Regions from separate parts of the Sus scrofa genome. Here regions 1 and 3 are each linked to region 2. The links are chromatin contacts, called in public Hi-C and HiChIP or PLAC-seq maps. All regions are on one chromosome and are shown on one strand. Each heading gives the region's core, a stretch centred on a gene start, on an enhancer-like site or on the middle of the called end of the contact. The rest is flanking DNA. Distances are from core to core; before and after follow the strand shown. Region 1 holds the start of FUBP1 (far upstream element-binding protein 1). Region 2 overlaps GIPC2 (PDZ domain-containing protein GIPC2). Region 3 overlaps DNAJB4 (dnaJ homolog subfamily B member 4).

Region 1 (3,773 bases), core at 808-3,307, 95 kb before region 2:
CAATTTCTATACTAAAAAAAGCTGCTAACCTGTCTTCAGAGAGTTGTATCCACATTTTCTCACCTCATTTTCCACCCTCCTTCCCCACTCAACCCTATTCTCCAGTGACTTCACTGTTATGGTCTTTCATCCCCCAAGCCTCCAAATCTCTGCACATGCTGCTTCTTTCTCCACTGGTCAAACTCTCATTCTTTAATGCCTCACTTAAAATATCAGTCCTTTACTTTGGCAGTAAGGAAGCCCACTCCTCTAGTTTTGTGTACAGTGCCTGATGCACGGTAGAACTCTATAAATGTTTACAGAACAAATGGATGAATTAACAGTGCCCATTATTTTGTCTACTCTGACTATATCACAGTTTCAAATAAGGCAAAAACCCAATTAACACATTAAAAAAAGTCTCCAGTATATAAATACATTGTGTGGCACAATTTAATTTAACATGCTAGTTGAATAACATAATTCAGGTGAGTCTACCAATCCAATCTATAATAAAACCCGTCTAACAGAGTCCCTGTCATGATAAATGTTTCAGTTGCTATTCTAAACTTGTTCAGAAAAAATAAATATTAAGTGAAGAAATCACAGACTTAGTATTTATTAATGTCTTTCTGTTGACTCTGGAATATTTTTGATTATAAACAAGCACAGGTACATTTTTATTAATATGTTCATACTATAAAAGTACGGGCAATTTGCTACATTACTACAGATTTTATGGATTTTGACTCAAACAATCCTTTAACCAACTGGAGGGTGAAAAGTAGGTTAAGGAAGTCAACTTCTAATGCAATGAAAATACACCACAAGATTAGTTTCTGATTACCATTAGTTTAACAGCCTACTCAAAAAGCGTCTAGCACCTAATGTGCATTGGGTCTTAACAAGATTCTTACTGTTGCTTAAACACCAAGTCCACACCAACAATATTCTAAAGTTACAATTATATTAAGGGAATTTAACGAAGGCAAAGTTCAAATTACATCCTGGAGCACAACATACTTTTTTTTAAAACAGCTTTCGCTTAGGAAAGAAGTGACTTCAGGGCAAATGTACGCACCTACGTAATACAAAGAGGTCTGCTCAGTTTACGACTCCGAACTGAGAGGTAGATTCAAATTGAAACTTCGGGTATAATGGGCCTGAAGCCATTTTGAGAAATAAGAGAGAAGGAACGGTAGAAGACAAGTCAATCCCGCCCTGAGGAGGGATTCCAACCCGGGATACCAGTGCTCTCATAATTCTTGTAGGTGTGAAAGCTTATGGCCACCGAAAGATTAATTGCGAGAGAGCTCGAATGGGCTGGAAAGTCTAAAAAATGCTTTAATGACAGATACCTTTCCTTACTATGGCTCCTGCGGACGGACCCTAGTCCTTTGCCAAACTCATTACCAGAAGCTTCCACACTATTGTGTAAAACTACGCGCGCTTTATCCCATGGAGGATGATGTTCACTCTGAGAAAAAGGAAATCTTAACTCCTTGGAGAAAAAAGCGTGAGTGCCGCAGAAGCGGGAGAAAAACCTAAAGCCATCTTCGCGTAGTTCGCGTCGGGGTTCCAAGTGGCTTAAACGCCGAGGACACAAAACCGAATTCCAGCCTCTCGTCGGCAACACCAACGTGGGGAAACGGGAGACTTCTCACAATTCAGAGCCCGGAAGGGCACTTCTCTCGCTCAGGCGCGAAGTAGCGGCCTACTCAGCCAGCGGCCAATTACCGTGAGCTATCGGGATCCCGCCGCGCGGTCCTGACTTACCTGCCGGGCTCGCTGCAGCGCATCTTTGAAAGCATCGTTAACTCCTCCACCGCCGCCGCCGCCGCCTCCACCACCAGCTGAGCCAGAGGAGGGTGGAGGTACTGTTGAATAATCTGCCATGCTTACACTACAGTGGCCGCTACCGCTTCTTCGTAGAGACCCCTCTGCCAACTGCTAAGAAAGAAAGAAAATGGCGGCCGTCGAGGCTGTATCACATTCTTGTGCGACCATCGTGCCGTAAAGGGGCGGAGACTGAAAGGAGAAAATCTCGCGGTGTTTTGAGGCTACGAGCTGGTATGGGGGTGGGGCTGGGGAGGGCGAAGGCAGCGAGATGTCGCGAGAATTGTCTTTAGGTTTCGCGAGAATGGGGGTCCTTTAGGCACCTCCTCTTTGTGTTCTTAGGTTGAAGTTGTGCGGTGGTCACACGGGGGCGGTGGGTAAGACTGGCAGTGCGGGCGCCAATGGTTCGAGTTTTGGAAAGCCCGAAGAAAAGGAGTAGTTTCTTATCAGTCGCCGGCTCAGGGAAGTAGTGTGGGTGGGTTTCCCTCCGAGGGTCGTGCAGTGTATCCACGGGGAAGGGATGACGTCGATAGGCGTAACGACAGCGCAACAGTGACTCTTGAGAGCGCTGCCTCCAGAAGTGCACCTGGGAGAATTGGGCGAGCTACGCGGCGCGATGATGCTCCGGAAGACGTCTGCCCGGCCTAGCGGGAACGCGGCGTGATTTTCAGGGTAGTAAAGTGTCCCTGTATTTTACTTGTAGATTGTCAGATTTCTTAGTTTTATCACAAGAGGGGATGAATTCAGGGTGGGGGCCTTAGTTCTGGAGCTTATTTCGAAGGTTTTGTGCAAATAATGTGAGTGAGGCTCTGAGGTTATGATTGCCTTTTTCTTTACCTTACCGTGATTGTTCCTAAAACTCAGTTTTAAACAGGTTTTGTAACCTAGTGTGTGTGTACGTATCCCTGGCCACTTTTACTGAGCTCCTTGAAGTTGAGAACAGCATCCATTTCCTGACCAAAATTGACCATATGGCTTCTTAGAAATAGTTTTCCCCAGCTGCAGCCTGTGAGATTTCAAATATAATGTGTTGTATTGCCGTCCCAGGGCTAGATGATGATGACGATTGTTATTATTTGTATTTTCTGTTATCTACTTCAGTTACTGGGTAATTTCCGACGTTCCTTCAGACCTTCAGCTCATGTCGTAGCATATAATTTAATGGTAGTAGTTTCAGACTCATTAGGATGCTTTAGGAGTCGATCGCAGTGATTTTTTACCCCTAAATTCTTTCCTTTGAGGGGACAAAGAATGAGGTAAAGTGAACTTTACCAAGTAAAGTGTTTTGGGTTTTGTGAATTAGGTTTCAAAGTGTACTTGTCCCATTGCTGGTGATGAGTAGAGAGAACTGTGTGCTGCAGTCTTCTTGATACTTAAAATTACTGGGTTCACTTGCTCAAGGACTAAAATAAGTCAGATAACCAAGCAGTTACATGCACAGAGATACACGTGGGGCATCATTTCCCTCTAATGAGCTTTTCTTACCATCCTATCCATTTATAGCTCTGATTATCTTTTTAATTGTGCATAGCCATCTATTTAGATTTGGGGGAAATTTGTATTTGGGAAAGCAGTGAATTTATTGGACTACAGATTTAAGCATAACTGGTAAAAAAAAAAAAACCAACTAAAAGCAGCATTGGGTGGTATTACTAAATAGTATTTTTTCAATTGTTTTAGTCTGCCCAATAAATGACATTTATTAATTGGTAATTGATTTTTTCATATTTTACTAATTAGACTTATATACAAATGTCTTAATCAACATAGTGTTAACCAGAGAGATAAACTTTAGTTCGTGTATACCACAGTTTTAGTTGTCTCTAAATATTAAAACTAAGTAAAGACCTCCATTTCTAGTTTTTGGTAGATTCTTCTGGAAGTATAGGTATTCTAGGATGGGAACAATTTAGAATCAGTCTAGAGCAGGATTTCTCAGCCTCAGCACTATTGACATT
Region 2 (3,676 bases), core at 929-3,428:
TTTTTTTTTTTTTTTTTTTTTTTTGGTCTTTTTGTCATTTTAGGGCCGCACCTGCAGCATATGGAGATTTCCAGGCTAGGAGTCAAATCGGAGCTGCAGCTGCCGGCCTACACCACAGCCAGAGCAACAAGGGATCCGAGCTGCATCTGCAACCTACACCACAGCTCTCGGCAACGCCACATCCTTAACCCACTGAGTGAGGCCAGGGATCAAACCAGCGTCCTCATGGATACTAGTTGGGTTTGTTTCCACTGAGCCACGACGGAAACTTATTTATTTATTATTTATTTATTTAATGGCTACACCTGCGGCATATGGGTTCTCGGCCTATGTCATAGCCACAGCAGTGTGGGATCCAAGCTACATCTGAGACCTATGCCACAGCTTGCAGCAATGTGAGATCCTTAACCCACTGAGCAAGGCCAGGGATCAAACCTGCATCCTCACGGACACTATGTGGGGTTCTTAACAGCTGAGCCACAACAGGAACTCCTATCCAAGTGCACATCTTTTTGGCCACCTTTTTTACATCTTAAAAAAAAAAAGCTCTTTAAAGATTTCTAAACTGTACATACAGTTGAGCCTTGAATGACACAGGTTTGAACTTTGTGGGTTCACTTATACATGGATTTTTTCAATAGCAAATACTACAGTATGACATGGTCTGCAGTTGAATCTGCAGATGTGGAACCATTAACATGGGAAAGTGGGGGTGGTAAAGGGGAGGGTAAAGAGAGTGGCTATAAATTATGAAAATTTTCCACTGAGAAGAGGGTCAGCACCTCTAACCTCTGCATTGCTTAAGAGTCAACTGTAATCCCATTATCTAAGCATCACAGCCATAGCAAAGCAGGATCCTAGCTGCATCTGACACCTATAACGTGGCTCACCTCAACGCCAGATCCTTAGCCCATTGAGCAAGGCCAGGGATCAAACCCAAATCCTCATGAATACTAGTTGCATTCATAACCCACTGAACCATAATGGGAACTCTATAATCCCTTTATCTAAATCCCTTTATCTAAAGGGCAATATAAAGCTGCAAAGGTAGGAGAAAGAAGTTTGAAATGGTATGAAAAACTTTTAAGAACTGAGGACTGATAAAAAGATTCATCTTCCATAACAATTCTATTATTATAACATATTATAATAATATGACTAACGACATATTGAATGCTTATCATGTACTAGGTGCTTTGTATATATTTTCCCATTTAATGTTCACAACAATTTTGTCTGGTACCGTGTTTTCATTTAGTTTTTGAGGTATAACAGACCTTTAATGTACAGCTTAATGAATGTTTACAGATCTCTGTCGAGAACACCCAGATCAAGGGAAATTTCATTTCCACCACCTAGAAGGCTCCAGTCCGTACCCTCCCCTCTACAAAGGTAGCAAATATTTTGACCTCTATCACTACAGTTTTACTTGTTTTCAAACCTCCTATGAGTGGAATTCTATAATACATACTCTCCTGTTTTTGGCTTTTGTTCAGTGTGTCTGTGAAGTTCATCTCTGGGTAGGGACTTTACAGCCTTTATTTTACAGGTGTAGACAGGGATTAGAAAGGTCAAGCAGGAGTTTCCATGGTGGCGCAGTGGTAACGAACCCAGCTAGGATCCATGAGGATGTGGGTTCAGTCCCTGGCCTTGATCAGTGGGTTAAGGATGCAGTGTTGCCATGAGCTGTGGTGTAGGTTGCAGATGCAGCTCTAGATCTTGCATTGCTGTGGCTCTGGCAGCTGTAGCTCCGATTTGGCCCCTAGCCTGAGGACCTTCATATGCCACAGGCGCAGTCCTAAAAAGCAAAAAAACAGAAGAAAGAAAGAAAAAAAAAAAAGGTGAAGTTAGGCAGCTGGACAAATTCAAGATTTGAATCTGGGAGATCTGGCTCCAGAGCTGGCAATCCTACCCACTGAGGTAAGAATTAGTGATCAACTCCATGCCACAGAGCACCTTTCATGCCTTTATTTTGTCGAAATCTTTGATTTGCTGATGCATTGTCATCATTTTAAAAAAATAGCCTTGGGGAAGTTATCTTCTTCACTGTAACTAGTACTTTATTTAACTTCCCACTTGACAGAATGGCTATTTTTAGCTCTGCAAAAGATATGACTGTGCTGAAGGTTGAGTGGGTGACCAAATGGAAAATCCGTGAGTTGGGAAAGTCATGTGGGATTATCTGGGGGAAGTTCAGGACGTGAGGCCCATGTAGCAATGCCTTTCTAATGTCAGCAGAGAAGGGCTTGGAAGTTTTGCAAACACGCATGGGATTTTTTAGATCTTAACCTCTGATGTTCGGAGCTTCTGTTTCTATTTTTTTATGCTCTGTCAAACATGCGCCTTCCTCAGAGTCCTAGTCACTAGCCCCATGGAGACAGGGAACACGGTAACAAAGAGAAAGTGGAGCCTAAGCCAGCCCTCTGACACACAGTTCAACTTAGAAGAGAAACGAGTATCATACTGTGTACAAAGTTGATGTGATTTTTAAAAATCTGGGCGGGGGGGGGGATAATTTCAAACTTACTGAAAGATTGTAATAATGCCGAGAACTCACATAATACCCTTTTCTCAAAAAATCCAGTTTTTACCACTTGGCAAATTTGCTTTATTTTCTTACACACACCCCCACCACCCCCACACACATGTGTGTATATGTACACACACATATACATATATGTAATTTTTCCTGAGCCATTGGAAAAAATGGATTGGATACATTGTCTCTTTATCCCTTAATATTTCAGAAGGTAGTTTCAAAGAATGATATTCTCTTCAGTACACCTACAGTACAATTATGAAATTCAGAAAACTTAACAGAAATGGAATACTTCTTTCCCTCCCCCCGCATTTCGGCCACCCCAAGGCATGTGGAGTATGGAGTTCCCAGGCCAGGGAGCAGATCTGAGTTGCAGCCTCGCACGACACTGCAACTGTGACAACGATGGATCCTTAACCCATTGCACCAGGCTGGGTATTGAACCTGTGTCTCAGCACTGCAGAGACATTGCTGATCCCATTGTGTCACAGCGAGAACTCCAATACTTTGTCACTGGTATGATGTCCTTATTGCAGTTTTATCAGTTGTCCTAATAATGCCCTCGAGAGCATTTTTTTCCCCTAATATAAAGCCAATCCAGGATGATGTATTTCATTTAGCGATCATGTCTTTTTCGTCATCTTTATTCTAGAACAATTTCTCAGCCTTCTATAGGATAGCCCTCAATTTGGAATTTTTGGATGTCCCTTCATGTTGAGAAATAGGTTATGCATTTTGGGTAGGAAAATTAGATGGGTAATGTCGTGTTCTGCTCAGTGTATTACCTCAAAAGTGCATTATCTTGGTTTGTCTCATTATTCATAACGTTAATTTTTGTCTCTTGAGTGAGATCGTGTCTGCCAGTCTTATTCACAGCAAAGATATATTATCCCTCATGACAAATAACTTGTGGGGAGATACTTGGAGATTACGTAAATGTCTTGTTCTCCTACTTGCACCCCACGGATTTAGTATTTATTGATGAGTCTTGTCTGGCCCAGTCTTTAATGGTTGCAAACTGGCGATTTTTAAAAATTCCATCATTTTCTTTCTGTTCCTTTTAAAACATTCTATTGTTATAAAGCAGTCTACTTATTTATTATCTATTGGCGTGGACACAAGATTTCTTATTCAACG
Region 3 (3,782 bases), core at 380-2,879, 69 kb before region 2:
GTGATTTTGGATATTAGCATTTTTCCGTAAGGTTTTTCAATTTGAAAGTTTATCTTTTGACATTGAGTATTCCTTGGTGGGACTAAAATTTTTGCTGAATAGCTGACAAACCTCTGTAACTTTTAAGTAGGCTGGATAGATATTATTTATTTTTATACCAAGGTGTTTTGAAAGTAGAGAGTTTTGAGAAAGAGCAAATCCTAGCTGTCAAAATGCACAAAAGTAAACATTATGAAAGAATTGCTGAATCACTAATGTAAAGCTGCTTGGTCTATAGAGTAGGTGTTCTCGAATCTTTAAAGATTAACCTGTGATCATTACCTTTCCACTATACTCTATATGTATATGTATGTTTACTTTTTCTGATAAATGTTCTTTTGTCTTTCAATTTTACAGACAAGATATTTATGTATAATGCTCTGTGCAGTTCTTTTGACATCTTAGTAATTCATCTTTCCAATATCATATTAGAATTGGGAACATTTCTGAAAAGATAATGAAACCAAATAGGAGATAAAAGATGAGTTACAGACATTGAAAATATTTCTTATAAATACCCAACATTTATATTTTAAAAAGCAGGCATCAAAAGAGTACATAAATGATATATGACATAAACTTTGTTATAAAAAAACAAATACAAAACGACAAAAATAACCATGAATAGTTACAGAAAAAAGGGATTAGAAGGAAATATACTAACATTTGGCAGGGTTTACCTAAAACGGTATGATAGGAAAGTTTTTATTTTATTCTTTTTTCTTTCTGTGTTTTCTAAAATCTTAATGAGTAATTATATTTATAATAAGGGAAAATGTGTTTTTCAAGGAAAAATATTTCTCATATTTCTGCCTCATAAATAGCATATCCAGATTTTAAACTGATCTGGTTAAGAGTTTTGACTGTCTGCAACCTGTCTTCTAGCTTTACTGAAGCAGCATAAAAATTCTTATGGTGACCCTAGGAATGGGGAGGGCAGATCTCATTCTGTTTTAGTTGAAGTAACTAAAATTAGGTATGAAGCTTTCACAAGCATTAGTTTGCCTGAACTATTAACTCTTGTATACTACAAAAAAACTAGTTAAGATCATCAGCTACAATCACATTTAAGTCCTTATTTAAAATTTTTGCTTTTGATATTTATAATCTATAGCCTTTTACGATGTGAAATTTCTGGCATTTTTGATTAGCAGACCCTAGGAAGTTTGAAAATGACACAAATTATCGACAGTTTTAAACCATATTTAGTATTGTCTGTCTTACATTTGAATAACTTGAAATTAAAATACCTAAAATAAGTTCAAGGTACTTTTATTGTATAGTAATTTTAACATTGTAATGTTAAGATGCTTAACAGCTGTAATGATTTTTTTGTTGCTTTGTCACCTAGAATGGAATAAATAAATGCTGAAATATTGGTGTCTTAATCCGCTTGGCTTCCTAAAAAGGAAATAAAAATGGTAGAGCCAGAAGGAAAATGAATAGTTAATCGTGGAGGAGGAGAAAACCTAGCCGAGTACTTTGACTAGAGGCAGCTGGGGAAGTGACGTCCGTAGCATTTGCTGTTCTAGAAAGTACAGAGACACGTAGTGAAAATGGGAGGATCTAGAAGGAGGCCGTCTCCCGTGTAGTGTATATTTATCTGTAAGTGAGCTGTTGGGGAAGGAATTAAATACGGAGACGCTGCCTGCTTGCCGCTTTAAGACAGCGAAGCTGAATTGCTGATTTGCTTTAACTTTTAAAATACCCAGCTGGGTTTCTTTTTCTTAGAATCATTGTATTGCTGAGACTGGGGACGCTGTTTTCTGTCACAAAGGGAAATCTAAGTTCATTTCAAGGCATTCGAAATGGGGAAAGACTATTATTGCATTTTGGGAATTGAAAAAGGAGCTTCAGATGAAGATATTAAAAAGGCTTACCGAAAACAAGCCCTCAGATTTCATCCGGACAAGAACAAATCTCCTCAGGCGGAGGAAAAATTTAAAGAGGTCGCAGAAGCTTATGAAGTATTGAGTGATCCTAAAAAGAGAGAAATATATGATCAGTTTGGGGAGGAAGGTAAGTATTCACTGTACATCTTTCTGCCTCCGGCGCTCTCGATCTCTCTCTCTCAGCCTTCTGTTATTAAATTCTCTGACATATCAAAAGTAGAAAGACAAATAATGGATAAAAACAAGATTTCACTTCTAATTATATGAATGAATGTTGCATAGCTATGAATGAAATGTGCTTGTTTGCCCTTTTTCAGATTTTGACATTTTGTGATATATATTGCCATTAGATTTATAATGTTAACATGGTTTATTTGAAAAGAAACCTTACATTCTCATACCCATTAAGAAATTGTGTCAAAAGTCTTATGCAACCTGTTTTGTTTTCTAATGAATATTCTGCCAGAACCAATAGAGATTCTTCCATCGTTTAGAATTTTAACATTGGCAGTTCAAATTCTGAATAGTTTATGTTTTATTCACGAAAACAAAAGAAGTTTTCTGCCTTTCTCATGGCAAAGCTAGTTTAGATTAAACAGGACAGAATCGTCTCTCTGAGAAGCAGAAGGCCCAGGCATTTAGCTGTAGTTGTTTTTGGCATTCTGCCTGGAGAGGAAAGAATTTTCCTGATGTCATAAAATACCAGAACAAGTTTTTAGCTTAATTGTAAACAGTAATTGTGTGCCAAGAAAATGAGATCTCAGAAATACAATTTTTGACCTAAAATGGCCACCTAGTTAGAACGATTATTGATTTACTTTTAGGTAACATTATTTCTTTTGAAATTTTACTATCTAAGTAGAGGAAAGCATGATAACTTCCTTTTCCTCTCTCTGCCACAATTTTTTTTTCTCGCATTGTGGGATCAGAACCTAATTGAATACAGTAAATGGGGAGTAATTTAAGATTATTCTTTTATCATTCTGCATTTTAAATTGTCCATCATCTCCATATAAATGTTAGCTATTAAGTAAGGCTATTTAAAATTGCTAATTAATAACAACCAAGGCATTTTAATTTCTCCATGTTCTCTTTTTGTATTCAGGACTAAGTCATGGTGAATTTTTCTCCCCAAATGTTCTTTTTAAAATTATTGTAGTTGTGAAAACTTTGTGATTTTTGGCTTCCTTTATTGCATTTAATGTTAAATTTTCCTTGTTAGAAATGTATCCTAAAATACAGTGAAGGAGTGTCACTGCTTATTTTGATTTAGAAAATTAAATTTAAATAAGCAGGGTGATGTGTAGAGGATTTTTTTCCCCCTCGTTTTGTTTTTCCCTTTTGATCTGAGTTGCCGCAAGTTGCAGCTTCTGCTGCTGATTTTGGTGAGATGACCTGCAGTGTCAGGTTCTAACAAAGTAAATATTGAAAAAAATCAAATAGTGGGCAATTCAATCCTGCTTGTTCTTTATATCTGTACTACTTAAAATACTATGATTTGGTTCATTTCAAAAGCTAAGCCGGATTCTGAGATACTGTTAACCATAGAGTATTCTTTCCAGAGAAAAGTTATCTTGTAATTTTGTAAAGAAGCCTACAAGCATGGAGTAACACCCGTAAATTCCCATGAAAAATCAAATAGCCACTGATTTAATCCTTATGACACTAATAGCTCAAATTTGCTTATAACCAAGCCATAAGATTCAGTGTTTACTAAGGATATTTGACTTCAGAATTTTCAATATGTACGAAATGATACATTTTTCTTGGCTTAACATTACCTCTTAATAGTGTTTTTCTTGAGTGATCCGTCTCCAGTTTGATTTTACTGAGCATCCTCAGTACGTGAAT

The links. A called contact is a pair of places that touch in the nucleus more often than the background predicts. HiChIP or PLAC-seq counts read pairs in DNA pulled down with a chosen protein or histone mark.
Region 1: a contact with region 2 is called in a Hi-C map of skeletal muscle, with 2.4 times the contacts expected there. The contact joins the promoter of FUBP1 here to the enhancer-like site in region 2. A contact is called at or near these places in 1 of 5 promoter capture datasets (liver), 9 of 47 Hi-C or Micro-C datasets (embryonic fibroblasts, fetal heart ventricle, liver and 3 more) and 1 of 2 datasets of contacts at active chromatin or transcription factors (skeletal muscle).
Region 3: a contact with region 2 is called in an H3K27ac HiChIP or PLAC-seq map of skeletal muscle. The contact joins two enhancer-like sites. A contact is called at or near these places in 11 of 47 Hi-C or Micro-C datasets (embryonic fibroblasts, fetal heart ventricle, heart right ventricle and 7 more) and 1 of 2 datasets of contacts at active chromatin or transcription factors (skeletal muscle).

Annotation. Positions count from the first base shown.
Region 1 is chr6:135,279,758-135,283,530 of Sscrofa11.1, reverse strand. FUBP1 (far upstream element-binding protein 1) reads right to left here and starts at 2,057. Exons shown (of 20, transcript XM_021096436.1): 1 at 1,756-2,057. The coding sequence starts at 1,875. DNAJB4 (dnaJ homolog subfamily B member 4) reads left to right here and starts at 2,155. Exons shown (of 3, transcript XM_021096446.1): 1 at 2,155-2,487.
Region 2 is chr6:135,185,288-135,188,963 of Sscrofa11.1, reverse strand. The region is part of intron 2 of GIPC2 (PDZ domain-containing protein GIPC2); the gene reads left to right. Among named protein-coding and RNA genes, the nearest start is that of GIPC2, 31 kb to the left of the region's middle. Within about 2 kb of position 2,178, at least 17 of the 83 cell types and tissues checked have an H3K27ac peak or open chromatin away from gene starts, as enhancers often do. A contact at or near this core is called in embryonic fibroblasts, skeletal muscle and subcutaneous adipose tissue, where this site is marked.
Region 3 is chr6:135,253,283-135,257,064 of Sscrofa11.1, reverse strand. All of the region lies in intron 1 of DNAJB4 (dnaJ homolog subfamily B member 4), which reads left to right. Among named protein-coding and RNA genes, the nearest start is that of DNAJB4, 26 kb to the left of the region's middle. Within about 2 kb of position 1,629, at least 67 of the 83 cell types and tissues checked have an H3K27ac peak or open chromatin away from gene starts, as enhancers often do. A contact at or near this core is called in embryonic fibroblasts, skeletal muscle and subcutaneous adipose tissue, where this site is marked.